Regions from separate parts of the Mus musculus genome. Here region 2 is linked to region 1. A link is a contact called in public Micro-C data. All regions are on one chromosome and are shown on one strand. The core of a region is the stretch at or near the end of the contact, and the rest is flanking DNA. Distances in the headings are between cores, read along the strand shown.

Region 1 (2,700 bases), core at 159-2,658:
TCCATGCATTGCTCAGGGTACCCTGGAACTCACTCTGTAGACCAGGCTGGCTTTGAACTCATAGAGATCTGCCTGTCCTCTGCCTCCTGAGTGCTGGGATTAAAGGCGTGTGCTGCCCATAACTGGCCTAAATCGTTTAAAGTGAAAAACTTAAAGTGTTTTAAGTAAACAGGACACTTTAAATATCATTAACCGAATCAGCAGCTGAGGCCTCCAGTGGGCCCCCTCCTGCCTCCTATCCTCAGAGGCCAGGAAAAAGGCAGGGCTAGACTGGAGGCCAGTAGTCTGGCCCAGCGCCGCCTGAAAATGTGCCAGTGTGCAGCAACAGCTTTGTAGACATTGGATCAAGTCACCAATTCAGTTATTTCTCCTAATTTGGGAGGCCTGGAGAAACTCTGCTAAACTAACTGGTAGGGGCACTTTGACAAGGGTATCCCAGGCTCCACCCGGAACCCTGCTGGACCCTGGGCTTTCCAGAACAGGAAAGTCCATTTGATGGAGACCCCGCATCTAACACACAAACAATAACACCGGAAAAGGCAGAGTAGCTAGGATGTGTTGAGAAATATGGGAAAGAGAGGAGGTGTTCGTGTGATGGACCCTCCCCACTTCCTCCCCCCACTGCCTGATAAACACCCCCAGATCTGATTTAAGTAGGGCCTCAACGGATTAAGATCTTCTTTTTTTTTTTCCCTTTTGGTTTTTTGAGATAGGGTTTCTCTGTGTAGCCCTGGCTGTCCTGGAACTCATTCTGTAGACCAGGCTGGCCTTGAACTCAGAAATCCGCCTGCCTCTGCCTCCCAAGTGCTAGGATTAAAGGCGTGTGCCACCACTGCCTGGCTACGGATTAAGACCTTAAGGTTGTGGGATTCTAGGTTCTAGGCCTAAAGACAAATTCCTTCTTTTCTGAAGGGGGTCCTGGGCTCGGTCCCCAATCTCCCCAGGAAAGAGTAGCTAGAGACACAAACACATGTCACCTCTGGGGAAAGCAGGAGTCACCCCCAGGCAGCAGTGCCTTGGAGGCATGACAGAGAAGGACTAGTCAGAGGCTCTATAAAAGTCTTATCTTATATATTTACCCACTGGGTAGGAACAAAATGTAGTCTTAACGTGCATTGCTTTTTTAGCACCGAGTCTGAACATTTTACCCTGTTCATAATGTTGATTCCCTCTCTAAAATGATCTCTTTGCGTTTGCCCACATTTATCCCTTTGCTTGGATCTTTCATAATATAGACATTAGCCCTTTAAGAAATGCATGCGATTTCCTGCTCTCAGATGAAGAACTCGGTTGGAAGCAGAGGCCCACCTGCAGGGGCCCTTCCTTATCAATCCAGCTACTGCCGCCCCATTCTCTGCAGCAGGGGCCTCAGGTCTGTGTGTAGCTGCCTATCAGCCCCGCGCACCCCTCGGGCACACACCACCCACACCACCATCACACACACTCTCCTACTCCTGACCAGGGCTGTCTGGCACACCCTGTCCTTTCCTAGCATGTCCTCTGCCCCAGCCCTCACCCACCACCCTCTGCCTCCCCCACAGCCTGGTGCACATTCTCCCGGCCACACACAAGGCCACACATCTAATAGCCCCACATCAGAACAAACTCTGTGTCTCTTCCTTCAACTCTCCTCTCTCTCAGCGCCAGGAACTCCTGACCAAGTTTCCGTTCTCCTCCTCCAGTCACAGCTCAGTGCTGTGCTGGCCATGGCAACAGCATTCTCTTCCTCAGGACCTGCTGTGTGTGAATGGGCTCTTGGATCACTCTCTGCTGCCCTCGCCCCTGGAGAACAGCTTGAGGTGGCCAGCCTCTGAACTTGTTCTCTGTCCTAGCCCCCTGCTCTAGCTCCCTGCTGGTCTCCCTAATGACTCCGCCATGGTCCCCAACCCCTTTCTTCTCCTGACCCAGTCACACTTCCAATTCTCCCTTCTATTTACACATCTCTCTTTCAAGGCTTGAGTTACTTCCAGCACCCAGCCCACCTTCCCCACAGTTGCATGCCTCAGGAGGGAGGAAGGGAGACTTGACTCCATGGTCCCAGACCCTTGCTGCTGATGCCACCTTGGGTTAGGGCTGAGCCAGTTCTGGCCATGAAACTGACTGACGGTGCTGGGGATGGACCCCGGTGCCTTGCCTGAGCTAGGGTAGTGCTCTATCCTGGGACTGCATCCACAGCCCTGGCCATGAGAGTTAAGCCATTGACCGAGCGTGTCAGGTGAGAAGAAGATGAACTGAGACAAGGTCAACAGAGACTAGCTAAAGTGTGTCCCCCCAAATTGACGGGACTGCAGCTGTAAAGACACAGTGTTTAGAGACACGGTCCTCAAAGAGGGGCTGAGCTAAGGGAGTCATAGGAGGATGATCCCTGATTCCCAATCCTACAAGACTGGTAGGGTATCTCACAAGCACAGATATGCAAAGAGAGGTGACCATGTGGGGAGCAGGGGGGAGGGGGGAAATGGCATTACTGGCTTAGGATGTCGACACTGCCAACACCTGGCATCTCAGACTTCTAACCCCTAGAGATAATGTCAACTTCTGTGGGATACACTGTCTGGCTTCAGGTGCTCTACAGCAGCCCTGGCAGACTGAGGCAGATGACAAAGGAGGCCTGACCCCTGCTGATGTCCTGACCACCCAGATCCAGAATGGCTCTTTCTCCAGGTTTCTTTTGTGTGTCCTTGATGTCACTTTGGTCTG
Region 2 (2,770 bases), core at 56-2,555, 90 kb before region 1:
GCCCTACTCAGGTGCAGCCCATCACCACAGAGCAAATGGGCACCACCACCACCACCCCTCCCACCTTCCCATCCCCCTAGCCACACACACACACACACACACACACACACACACACACACACACACACACACACCACCACCACCACCCCTCCCACCTTCCCATCCCCCTAGCCACACACACACACACACACACACACACACACACACACACACACACACACACACACACACACACAATGTGGTTTCTAAGGAAGCCTGAAAAGGGCTGGAGAGACTAGAGGATGCTGCAGAGGCTGAGCTATGTGCTCCTTTGAATACAGCCTTCTTGGGACTTTATTGAATCTTGCCTAAAGTCCTTTCACTTGCTCCCTAAACTCAGATAGGAGTCAGCATGCTCCAGAGACTTAACCCAGTCTCTGTCACCACAGAGCCACTACTCTACATGCAAAGGCACCTTGAATAGCATGGGCTACCTGATGCTTCAGTGTTTTTCCACATCACAGCAACAACCAACACAGAATTGTTTACCTTTTCTTTTCTAAAAGAACACGAGCAAAAACAGAGATCCCAGTGGCCATAGCTGGACCACAGCAGCCTAAGAAGCTCAGGCCCAGATGTTGGGATGGAGGCTAGGCCTCTGGAGGCCCCTGCCAGGACTTCAGGTTTTTGTTCAAGGAAGTCGGACTATGAACTAGTTGTGCTAATATTTACACAGCTTTGGCTTAAAACACAGACAAGACTGACAGCTGCATGGTTGAATAGCCTGATGACTGGGCAGATGGGTGTTTGTGGAGGGGATTGGACAGGCCCTCGGGTTGTGTGTGTGTGTGTGTGTGTGTGTGTATGTATACATGCACATGTATAAAGCCACATTTACCTGACTATATTCTGCAGATGTGGAATCATGGATTGCTAGAGTATCAGGAATTCAGAGCAGCTCAGAACATCAGGAAGATGGCTCCAGGAGACAAATTCTTTCAAATCACAGCTCACTTTTGAGTTAATTCAAGTTACTTCAACCCTCTGGGCCTCAGTTTCCCCTTTAATGATAGGGTATGACAGTAGTGCCTGGCAGGGGCTTTGTGGGTATGGGTGGCCTTCCATGGCTGGCCAGCCCTGGAGCCTCCAGTCTGCTGTCCAGTTTGTCCAAGTCAGCACTGTGCACTTCCCAGCTGCCAGTGACCCGCTGTGTTTTCTTCCTTCCTCTTTTGTAAATTTCCTTTGAATGATGATGACGTGTGAAATATCCGCCCAGTAAGCACAGAGGCAAGGCAACCACCAAGCTCTAGTGGGCTGGGACTATGCCATGGCTGGAGGCCTGGGAGAGGTGTGTTTGTCTGGGGAAAGGAGGCTCAAGGCTGTTGAGTGAGATTTACCCTGAGTCCTCAAAAGCAGATCCTAATGACTTTAAAGGCCATTAAGGCTCTTCAAGAATTAATTGCTGTGGCCTTAGAGGATCTGGCTGATCCACTGCGGGAGCTGCTGCAGAGAGAAAATTGATGGCAATTATGGGGAAAATATGGCATGGTGCCAGCTGGGCCAGTCCCAACTCTGGCTTTGATAGCGGTACCTTTATTGAGTGATCCACAGCACCTGGCCCTGTTATCAGATTGACCACTGCATCCAGGAATACAGGTGTGAACAGGGATGGCATGCTCTCCCAACCTGGAAGAGGTTGACCCAAGATGGACTTAGCCACAGGCTTGCCTGTTTGTGTTCTTTCATTCCCATGACATTAACTGAGGAACCATGGTTACTCAGTATGTCACTTTAGCCCTTTTGGTTGAGCAGTATTGGGTATGTTGCCTCCCCTCCCTGAGCCTTGATTGTCCCACCCATGAAATGAGACTACAACTGTGAGTGGGGGTGGGGTGGGGTGAGCCGCTCCGCCCACAGAAGCCCAGTGAGTGGTTTCGACAGTCACTGTCCAGCTTTTCCCTTCCACAGCAAGACTGCTGGATTAAAATGGTCCCTACCATCTTCTCTTCTTCTAAGTTGAAGGCTGGTTTGGGGACCCTGCATGGGAACACTCTCTGAGGCCACTTGCTTAGAGTTTGTCTGTGCCATTTGAACGTGGCCACAGCTTCTCTGCTCATCATGGAAGTGGCTTCCTTCACATTTTATAATCTTGGTGCAAGGTCTCTCGACACAGTGACAGCTCAGTTTGAACTGAAGGCACTCTGTAGAGCTTTCATGGGCCTCTGCGGACAAAGCCTCACTGGATTTCCTTTTCCTTTCTGTTCAAAGGTCAGCCCAGTAATAGCCACATAGCTGTGCATAGCAGCAGTGGTGGTGATGGTGGTGTGTGTGTGTGTGTGTGTGTGTGTGTGTGTTGTTTTCAATTAGGAGTACAGGCTTCTATCCCTTATTTCAGATATAAGGAGGAAGCCATACAGAATCGCCAGCCAGGGAGGGCTGAGCTGGGATTTGCACCCTGACTGCCTGGCTTCAGGGCCTGTGTGCTCCACAGCCAGAATCTATTTCCTCTGGGGTAACTCATGTCTGGCAAAATGGCACTAGTGTAAATAGATCTGGTATCGCCTGGTTTCTAGATTTCCAAAATCTTCCCAAGTGCCCCAGCCTGTACTCTGGTCAGTGACAGTGTGTCGGGCTCTCCTGGAGTCTCTTTCCCCCCACAGACCACAAGAATCACTTCTCTGGAGTCTACTAGGGGTATGTGGGTAGCACTTTGTTCTTTAAAAAACAAAAACAAAACTTTAATCTTGTATGCAGCCCCAGCTCTAGCTATGTATGGTCGGGGATGCCAGGG

The links. A called contact is a pair of places that touch in the nucleus more often than the background predicts.
Region 2: a contact with region 1 is called in a Micro-C map of the G1E-ER4 cell line. The contact joins two enhancer-like sites. A contact is called at or near these places in 3 of 39 promoter capture datasets (the C10 cell line, embryonic stem cells and hematopoietic stem and progenitor cells), 1 of 15 datasets of contacts at CTCF or cohesin (pro-B cells), 52 of 484 Hi-C or Micro-C datasets (the AML12 cell line, the C3H10T1/2 cell line, CD4 T cells and 38 more), 17 of 115 datasets of contacts at active chromatin or transcription factors (the 230-238 cell line, the HPC-7 cell line, T-cell acute lymphoblastic leukemia and 10 more) and 4 of 9 other capture datasets (adipose tissue, liver, macrophages and 1 more).

What each region holds. Positions count from the first base shown.
Region 1 is chr6:90,621,964-90,624,663 of GRCm38.p6, reverse strand. The region is part of intron 2 of Slc41a3 (solute carrier family 41, member 3); the gene reads right to left. Among named protein-coding and RNA genes, the nearest start is that of Slc41a3, 18 kb to the right of the region's middle. Within about 2 kb of position 1,408, at least 53 of the 459 cell types and tissues checked have an H3K27ac peak or open chromatin away from gene starts, as enhancers often do. A contact at or near this core is called in the G1E-ER4 cell line, the HPC-7 cell line, adipose tissue and 4 more, where this site is marked.
Region 2 is chr6:90,711,781-90,714,550 of GRCm38.p6, reverse strand. The region is part of intron 1 of Iqsec1 (IQ motif and Sec7 domain 1); the gene reads left to right. Among named protein-coding and RNA genes, the nearest start is that of Iqsec1, 97 kb to the left of the region's middle. Within about 2 kb of position 1,305, at least 93 of the 459 cell types and tissues checked have an H3K27ac peak or open chromatin away from gene starts, as enhancers often do. A contact at or near this core is called in the G1E-ER4 cell line, the HPC-7 cell line, adipose tissue and 4 more, where this site is marked.